Regions from separate parts of the Sus scrofa genome. Here all the other regions are linked to region 3. A link is a contact called in public HiChIP or PLAC-seq data. All regions are on one chromosome and are shown on one strand. Each heading gives the region's core, a stretch centred on a gene start, on an enhancer-like site or on the middle of the called end of the contact. The rest is flanking DNA. Distances are from core to core; before and after follow the strand shown.

Region 1 (2,761 bases), core at 208-2,707, 130 kb after region 3:
GGGACTCAGTGTTGTCACTGCTGTGGCTCAGGTTCCATCCTTGGCGCAGGAACTTGTGCATGCTGTGTTCTAGGCCAAAACAAAACAAAAATCTCTTTTTTGTGACATATTTAGCAAAAATATGTGGTAAAAGCATTTGGAATTTATATTCCAGTCTATGTTCAGGCACGTACATATATCACAATAGAATTTAATGCATTTCAACACCAATGTAGCCATTGAGTCATGTGCCTTTCTTCCTCTAGAAAACTGTGAGTCTCAATTTCAGAGGGCAATTCAGGGACCGACAGGCAAAAGCAACTACATTTTAAAGAAACTAAGGATACATGGGAGTGAGTCTGTAGCTAACAGTGGAATGTGGGAGATGGAGGTTTTCATTGTCAAGTTTTGTGTTCTTGACTTTGTTCTCACATCGGTAGGATATTCTTCCTGTGGGATAGCCTGTGACATAGCCTCTCTAACTAGCATCCTTCACTCCATCAGGGGTGTTAATAAATAGGTGGAGTTCCGAGTTGGCAGAGTCCCAGGGTTCTGCTGTGTTCTGACCAGGGCATCTTGGGGCATAGGCTACGAGGGACCAGTAGGAAGCATGCATTTTCTTATCTGATATTTTCAAATACCTGTAGATTGGGATCACAGCTACAGCTTCCTCCTTCCCAGTATTTCTGTCATTTGATCTGCTTTCTCCATTGCCTGGGTCCTGTAGTACTTTGTGCTGCTTACAGAGTCTTTCATACTGTACATTTTTCTCTAGGTATTTATGAGCTTGTCTCTGTGAGGGCTGCCCTGGTGCCTAATTCCTTTTTTTTTTTTTTTTTTTTTTTTTTTTTTAATGGCCACACCTGCAACATATGGAAGTTTCTGGGCTAGGTGTCAAATCAGAGCTACAGCTGAGGCCTACACCTCAACAACACTGGATCCGAGCTGTATCAGCAACCTACACTGCAGCTCACAGCAACGTCAGATTCTTAACTTACCGGGCAAGGCCAAGGATCAAACCCTCATCCTCGTGGATACTTGTCTAGTTCTTAACTGGTTGAGCCACAACAGGAGCTCCCCTAACTGTTCTTTGCATTTACCCCACTGCCATCTCTCTCCACCTCGGTTGGAGTTGAGGTGTAATCAGTCTTTGCAGACACATGGAGTGGATTACCCAATGACCTGTGATGAATTGCTGAGACTACATTGTGTCCATTCAAGAGTTTTGAAGGAACCTTAAGGATGAAATTGCAGAACCTTGGCTCTTGTTCTGCCTTTTATAAATAGCCACTGTTTTAAGAGCTTGGGGTGCTGCCAGCACAAAGCATGGTGTATTGGAAAGCAAACCGGCCTGGCGATCTGGAGGCCTGGGTTGCCGAGCCCTTTCACAGCCGGCTGGGTAGTGCTGCCAAGGCCCTGGACCTGGACCTCAGGGTCAGCGTCCAGATGTGTTTGCTGCCATCTTTGCACAAAGTCTCTGATGATTGTCAGTGTCATGGTTGCATCCTTAACACAGAGCCCTTCATTCCTGTGTTAAGTCGTCCATGGAAAGGATGGTTACTGATCTACCCATTCTTTGTTTTGTTCAGTAATATGTTGTAGCGACCAGATTCTGTCAGATTCCTCCAAAAGGTGCTGGTTTTGTTGCAGTCTGTGGGCTTGTTTCTGCCTGCTGGGCTCTGCAGTGGGTGCCATTCCAGTCTGGACTTAGGTCCTTACCCTTCATGTGGAGCAGGAGCTGCTTGGAACCTGCCCCCAACGTGCTGGCTCGGTGGGCAGCCAGAGGTTTGGGCCAAGTTTATATACAGAATCTGGGGCTCCCCTTCTCTCCACAGTTTCTCCTCTTGGTTCTCCTCCTCTTGCGGCCGAGGTTGCCCTGTCCTGACTTGCTTTTAGTAGCCCCAGGTGGCTTAGGCCGGACCCCACCCTCAGGCTGAACTTTAAAGTCATTTCCTCTTTCCTGGTGTGTGCATTTGGTCACCCTCCTGTGCCCTCCTTAGACAGTGGGTTTTATAAGCTAAACCTGCGGCAGGGCTGGTCCACAGGAACTGCTCAGGGACACCTTAGTGGAAGCTCCGTCATTTACTGAGAGCTCTTTTCTTGCTTTTAATTCTGGGTCTGTCTCTTGCTTCAGTTGTTCCCAGGCTTACAATACAAGTTCACAAGTATTTTCAATAAAGACTTCCTTGTACTGTTTTGGCAAAAACAGACAGGAAAATAGAGATGGGGCAGCAGTCTTTAGTTCTTTCTAGAGATGGCTCTGCCATTAATGATAGTCACTGGTTTTGATGAGGATGGCTGGCCTCCCAAACCTAGATTACCTCTGGTGGAGCTGTCCCAGAGAAAAATGCTGAGGATGAACGTGTCTGACCCCAACCTCCCACGTGGGCATTTGCCCTGAAGTGCTGGGCCAGCCGTATTTGGGCTGCCAGAATTCCTTTTGTTTAGATGGATATTGGCTTGGCCTAAATTGCCTGCTGCGTGCCTCCTTGCCACAGTATTTCCACTTGGCCTTCTACGATGCTGGGGCTTGGGGAGAATTGGCCTGATGTGAGAAGGAGGGACCTTGGCCATCCTGTGAAGCGGGTGACACCAGGCCATCTGACCACATTAACCAGTGACATTCCTCCAGGGGGGCATGACCCAGAAAACCTGGAAGGACAGAGCCAGGAGGGAGCAGTGGCCAGTCCCCAGCTATTTATAATCCCTGCTCTCCTCCCTGACAATGTTTATTTTTAACTGGATTGGAAAGTCTATTAGGAGGAGGCTTTGAGCTCCCCCT
Region 2 (2,700 bases), core at 135-2,634, 88 kb after region 3:
CCCTGTGAAGCCAAGAGTTGAGGCAGAAGACAGCTTTGGGGAGGACAGGCAGAAATAGGAATTACTGTATCATTTTGAGCCCTTGGTGTTCAGGCCAGGCTTTGTTCACACCCCTCGGGCCTTGAGGAATTGCAGGCATTCTGGTCCTATCCCCAGAAAGCCTTCAGCTCCTGCAGTGTCACAAAGGGAAGGGACTGACTCTGAGATCACCTCTTGGAAAGTTAAAGGGGGATGTCTTCTGTAAATCACAGCACGAGGAGAAAGTCTAGGAACAACACCCTCTTGGCCTTAGTGATAAGGAACGGGCATCCTGGTGCTGTGTGAAGCAGAATCTTCAGCGAGACCCAGATGCCTGCCCATCCACTTGATTTCAGGTTTGAGCGCAGATTGATTTTACTCAGAGACTTGCTCTGGTTTTTGTGTTTAATGCAGTCCAGCAGTGAGTGTGTTCCCAGGTCTGTTGTGTGCTCAGGACTGTTCCTCTTGGCTCTGTAGGGAATGGGCCATCAAAGGCACAGCCTCTGAGACACGTGGTTGGGGAGGAAGACCTCTGTGCACATACTAGAGCCCTGCCTGCTTTTAACCTTGTCTGCAATATGGTGAGATTGTATTGGGAGGGTTCAAGTCATCTGATAATGACTCTGACACCTAAATTGTTTAGTGTAGATAATGAAATTTAGGGAAACAACTTGAGCTTTGTTCATTGATCTCAACTGAGAAGTTACTCTGTAAGAATAAAGTTAGTTTTCTGTTGTGATGGAAAAAATCTCTTCAGAGTGAAGTTAGAATCCAGTTTTGCTATTATCATATTTGTGAAGTTTGACACTCACAATGAGTACAGCCGATATTAATATTTAGCAAAGTTGTCTGTCATAGAGGCCCCTGAGAGTTGCGGTCTGTGCTCCCCAGGGTTCAGAGGACAGGCAGGTTAGTTAGTGAGTGAGAGCTGGGCCTTGCCTGGGTTTTTGATGGCAAATTTCTGAATGAAGGAAACCCCACCCCCACCTCTGTCCCCAACGAGGAAAAAGGAGAAAAAGGTTCATTTTCATTACTGCCTGATTAGACCTGGGGGGAAATTGTGTCTGTGTGTCTTAATGTAAGTTTCTGCACCTGGAGTTTTAGCTCTGAAGTGCTATGTGGAAATATGCCAGGAACAGAGTCCTTCTTGACAGCTGTGACAGTGAGAAGACCTGCCAAGCCGGAGACTCGAGTTCCCGCTCAATCCTCCTGAGGTCTACGCTGAACTCGCGAGCAGAAGCTGTTTTCGAAGCGGACGGCTCATTTGTGGCCGTGAACAAGTGAGCCTGTGGTTGACAGACTGTGTACTGGGAGTGAGCCGACAGCTGACCTGGGAATGTTGGAGAGAGAGCTCCCAGCAAAGGGGCAGCAGCTCACAGTTTCACATTCCCAGGCTCGAAGCCCAGAGAGTTGTGACTAGAAAAACCTCACTGTACAGCTCCTGTTTCTTGCAGCTTTCCGGAGGTTGCCTGTGGATTTAACTGCGGTAATTTACATGGGCACAAATCCCATCGGTTTGAATAAGCTCTTTAGAATGAAATCCATCCCTGCTTTATCACCACTTGTATTTACAGAGCTCTTTTGACTTTAGAGGAATTTACTTGATAGAAAAGTTTTCTCTCCTATTAATGTTTGAATGTATCAAATTATAATTGATGGGGTCAGACCATTCTGATTGCAGGCTGTGACAAACCAGAATCCAGACAGGAAATTTTAGACACGCGTTCATGAAATCAAAGAGACTAAAATTAAGATGTATTTAACAAGGAAGTTCAAACCATCCTGCTTATCTGAGACGTCCCCCATAATGTTTAAATTTATAATATTGATTATGAGATATAGATTTTATATGTTTAAAATAGATTTAAGATAAAAATAAAACATCAAAGTATGTTTGATCTAGAACAGGAGTAGGTACTTTTTTTCGAAGTGCCAGATTGTCAGCTTTGTGGACCAGATTAAGTTTTGTGGACCCATATGGTCTCTGTTGCAGCTACTCAGCCTGCAGCGATAGTTCAGAAGCAGTGTTCAGGGAGAATGGGCTTGTGGGTTCTTGTTTGCAGGATCTTTCGTTAGTATTAAGACATGGGAGGAGAGTGGGGGTCTCCCTCTTTTTCTCACTTCTGAGTGAAGTGAAATAGTAACATCTCAGCAGACAGGTTCTTAGTCACTAGAAATTTCGTTTAAGTTGGGGGTGATGTAATTTTCACCATCTTGGAACAGTCCAGGTAATCATGCCCTCCTTGCTGGGTTTCGCTGTACCTTTAGGAAGACAGTGTTCAAGGCTGGATCGAGGAGATTTCTTCACAACAGTGGGTGGTTCCCAACTCCCACAGACCTACCATCCCAGGTTTATGATATATTGTGTAATGCTTTAGGTACTATCCTGCCATGTAATTAATGAGTAATTTAAAAAATCAAAACATGCTTTAACTACCAGAGAAGAAATACGTGTAACTTGTAAACGTTTAAGTACGTGGGTGCTTAGGTGTAAGGAAGAGCAGTGGTACTGGAAGTGCTGGTCTGCCAGGGCAGTGTGTATCTCTAAGTCCCCCAGCCGCTTCCTTCCTTGAGTCTTGCTGTGGGAAAAAAAAAATGTCAGCCAAACAAACTCTTTATCTAAATGCAAGGAGTGATGATGAACTTGTAGACTTGCAGCCAAGATCAGATGACACCGTGTCA
Region 3 (2,700 bases), core at 45-2,544:
TGCTCAATGACTTATTCAGTCACTGAATTATATCAGATTCATGGATATTTATTTTATAGTTTGGGAATAACTGGAATAACCAAGCATTGCCTTATTTATTTTGCCGCTCACATTGTTCTAGCTTTGGTCACTGGGAGCTTTCAATTGGTTCCTTTGTCCTTTTGACAGACCTTCCCTTCCCCATCATTGCTCTGGTTGTTAGTTAAAAAAAATTTTTTTGAGCACTTCCTTACCTTCTGGCACAAGATGCTCCATGCTCTCTTGTACATTTTCTGCCCCAGTCCTAGAGTCAGCCATTTCCCTGAGGAGCCTGGGTTCCTTTTATTGAAGAATGATGTTAATAACAAGATCTGAGTGTCAGGTGTGTATCCTGCTATAGGAGTATTATTTCTAAGCCCACTTAGCTGACAGAGCAAGGAAACATATGTAGATATACACATATCTGTAAGTCTTTTTATATATCCATCTGTGTCTATATTAAGCTAAACATGAGTTCATACTCATGTGTCCAACCCTGTACCAGATAGATCATTCTAGCCTTCCTCATTTACAATGAAAAACCTGGTATCCACCACCCGCCATTCATGTACTTAATTGTTCATTTCTAATATACATGTACAGTGGTTTCATCCACCATTTTTTTTTTTTTTAACAGTCTTGTTTCGGGCTCTCCTTGCTTTTGGCAGCATTGGATCCTTTAACCTCTGACACCCATACCTTCTGGCCACTTCGCTTGCAGCCACCTCAGAGGCGGTTTGTACTTGAATATTTGTCAGATGCTGGCTTGACACGGATCTGCCGTAAAGCTGAATGTCATCTACCCCTAATTTCCTTTGGTCTCTTCAGCCACTATCACCTTCCCTATTCTCTCCATTTCGGTGAAGTAGGGACTGAGGAGCCAGAGTCCGGAATGTCATGTTACAGGCGAGCAGACGTCCTCCAAGAGTTCAGAGGCTTGTCCTCCTCGCTCCGGGACTGGAGTATATACACGCCGTTTTCATGCTCTCTCTCTTCATTCCACAACTACTATGGAACCCCGACTACGTGCCAGTGCCCGCGCTGCGCCATCGAGAAACACGCCGGCCTTGTGCCGGAGTCAGCCGAACCCGCGGGCGAGATAAACAGCTCGAGTGCTCGGAGGTCGGTCTCACGCAGCAGGAGAGAGCGCCCGGCTGGGGGCGCAACGCCGGGCCTGGAAACCGCCTCCGCTGGTTAGAGCGTTCCGGCACCTCCCCAGGGTTGCAGCTGCCGGAGCAGGAGAGGGACCAGGCGGAACGCTTGAGCTCTCTCAGCTCCCGGCACCGGGTGCGGCCCCGCCCCTCCTGCCAGGCCCGGCCCACTGCAGGCCCCGCCCACCCGCCGAGCCCAAGCTCGGGCCCCTGACGATTCTCGCCGGAAATTCCCGAAGCCCCTCTTTTTTTCCTTCCTCTCCTTTCCCTGCTCTCCCTTTTCCTTTCACCCGGGTTCCCTCAGCCGTGATTTCCCCCCTCCCCCTCCTTCCTTCCCCATTTGAAATCAAGATGGAGGCTCGCGGCTGCCGCCGGCGCCCGTGATCCCGGAGCTCCCGCCGGCCACGGGCCCCCGCCCTCGAGATTGCGTGTTCAGCGCGGCGCGCGTTACTGCCCGCGCTCCGGCCGGCGCCGCCGAGGCCGTGGCTCCGCGCCCTCGCCCCACCGCCGGCTCGCGGCTCCCGGGCGGAGTCCTCGTCTATGTGGGCGCGCTCCTCAGGCCGAGCCGCCGCCGCCGCCGCCGCCGCCCGCCGCCGCCGCCGCCCCGGGGCTCTGCGTCCACGCGCCGGGCCGGGGCAGCTGGGCGATCGGCGCCGCCAGGCCGGGCGCGGAGCGGGCGGCGCGCGGCGCTAGGGACGCGGGGCCCGAGCCGGGCGCGGCCGCGGGCGCTGCCGCAGCCATGAGCGGCAGCAGCAGCGGCGGCGCTGCCGCCCCCGCCGCGTCCTCCGGCCCCGCCGCCACGGCCAGCGCGGCGGGCTCGGGCTGCGGGGGCGGCGCCGGCGAAGGGGCAGAAGAGGCGGCCAAGGACCTGGCCGACATCGCGGCCTTCTTCCGATCCGGTGAGTGCAACTGTTGCCGCTGCCCGCGCGCTCCGCCACCCCTGCCGTGGAGGCGCGGTCCGCGGGCCCCGGCGCGCCCGGTGTTCGCCTGTCGTTCGGTCCCGGCGCGCGCTCGCCAGGCCACTGCCCGGCGCCGGGGCTCCCGGCCCCAAACCCGCGGGTCCGGCACCCCACGCTGCCCCAAGCGCCGCTGTTAGACCCAGGCACCGCCGGCTCGCCTTTCCTGCGCCCGCCCCTCGTTCCAGGGCAAAATCTCACCGTCGCCCGCCCCGGCGGCTACAGTTCTTCGGGTTGGGGCGCCGGCTCTTTGTTTCTTTCGCGGGAGGGCCGAGGAGGCGGCGGCGGGGACGGCGAGGGCGGAGGCCCCTGCCCCGAAGGCCGGCCGGACGGGGGCGGAGGGGCCAGGCCGGGAAAAGCGGGCTCTACTCTGGGTCGGTCTCCGTGGCCGATTTGTACCTGGCCCCTCCCCAGTCCCTTATGCAGCGGGTTTCTTCGCCCGGTACTCTAGCCTGTCACCTCCCCAGCCTCGATCTACACTTCTGTGAAACGGGCAGCCATAATATCTGCCGCCCAGGGAAGGGGGGAGGTGGCGGCAGAAAATGAAGCGCGGCCGGCCGGGCGGTGGGTGAGCC

What was found. HiChIP or PLAC-seq counts read pairs in DNA pulled down with a chosen protein or histone mark.
Region 1: an H3K27ac HiChIP or PLAC-seq map of skeletal muscle shows a contact between it and region 3. The contact joins the promoter of TRIO here to the enhancer-like site in region 3. A contact is called at or near these places in 1 of 5 promoter capture datasets (liver), 19 of 47 Hi-C or Micro-C datasets (alveolar macrophages, brain, embryonic fibroblasts and 10 more) and 2 of 2 datasets of contacts at active chromatin or transcription factors (alveolar macrophages and skeletal muscle).
Region 2: a contact with region 3 is called in an H3K27ac HiChIP or PLAC-seq map of skeletal muscle. The contact joins two enhancer-like sites. A contact is called at or near these places in 5 of 47 Hi-C or Micro-C datasets (embryonic fibroblasts and skeletal muscle) and 2 of 2 datasets of contacts at active chromatin or transcription factors (alveolar macrophages and skeletal muscle).

What each region holds. Positions count from the first base shown.
Region 1 is chr16:3,689,383-3,692,143 of Sscrofa11.1, forward strand. TRIO (triple functional domain protein) reads left to right here and starts at 1,458. Exons shown (of 56, transcript XM_021077142.1): 1 at 1,458-2,761.
Region 2 is chr16:3,650,472-3,653,171 of Sscrofa11.1, forward strand. No RefSeq gene overlaps it. Among named protein-coding and RNA genes, the nearest start is that of TRIO, 39 kb to the right of the region's middle. Within about 2 kb of position 1,385, at least 29 of the 83 cell types and tissues checked have an H3K27ac peak or open chromatin away from gene starts, as enhancers often do. A contact at or near this core is called in embryonic fibroblasts and skeletal muscle, where this site is marked.
Region 3 is chr16:3,562,462-3,565,161 of Sscrofa11.1, forward strand. No RefSeq gene overlaps it. Among named protein-coding and RNA genes, the nearest start is that of TRIO, 130 kb to the right of the region's middle. Within about 2 kb of position 1,295, at least 69 of the 83 cell types and tissues checked have an H3K27ac peak or open chromatin away from gene starts, as enhancers often do. A contact at or near this core is called in alveolar macrophages, brain, embryonic fibroblasts and 6 more, where this site is marked.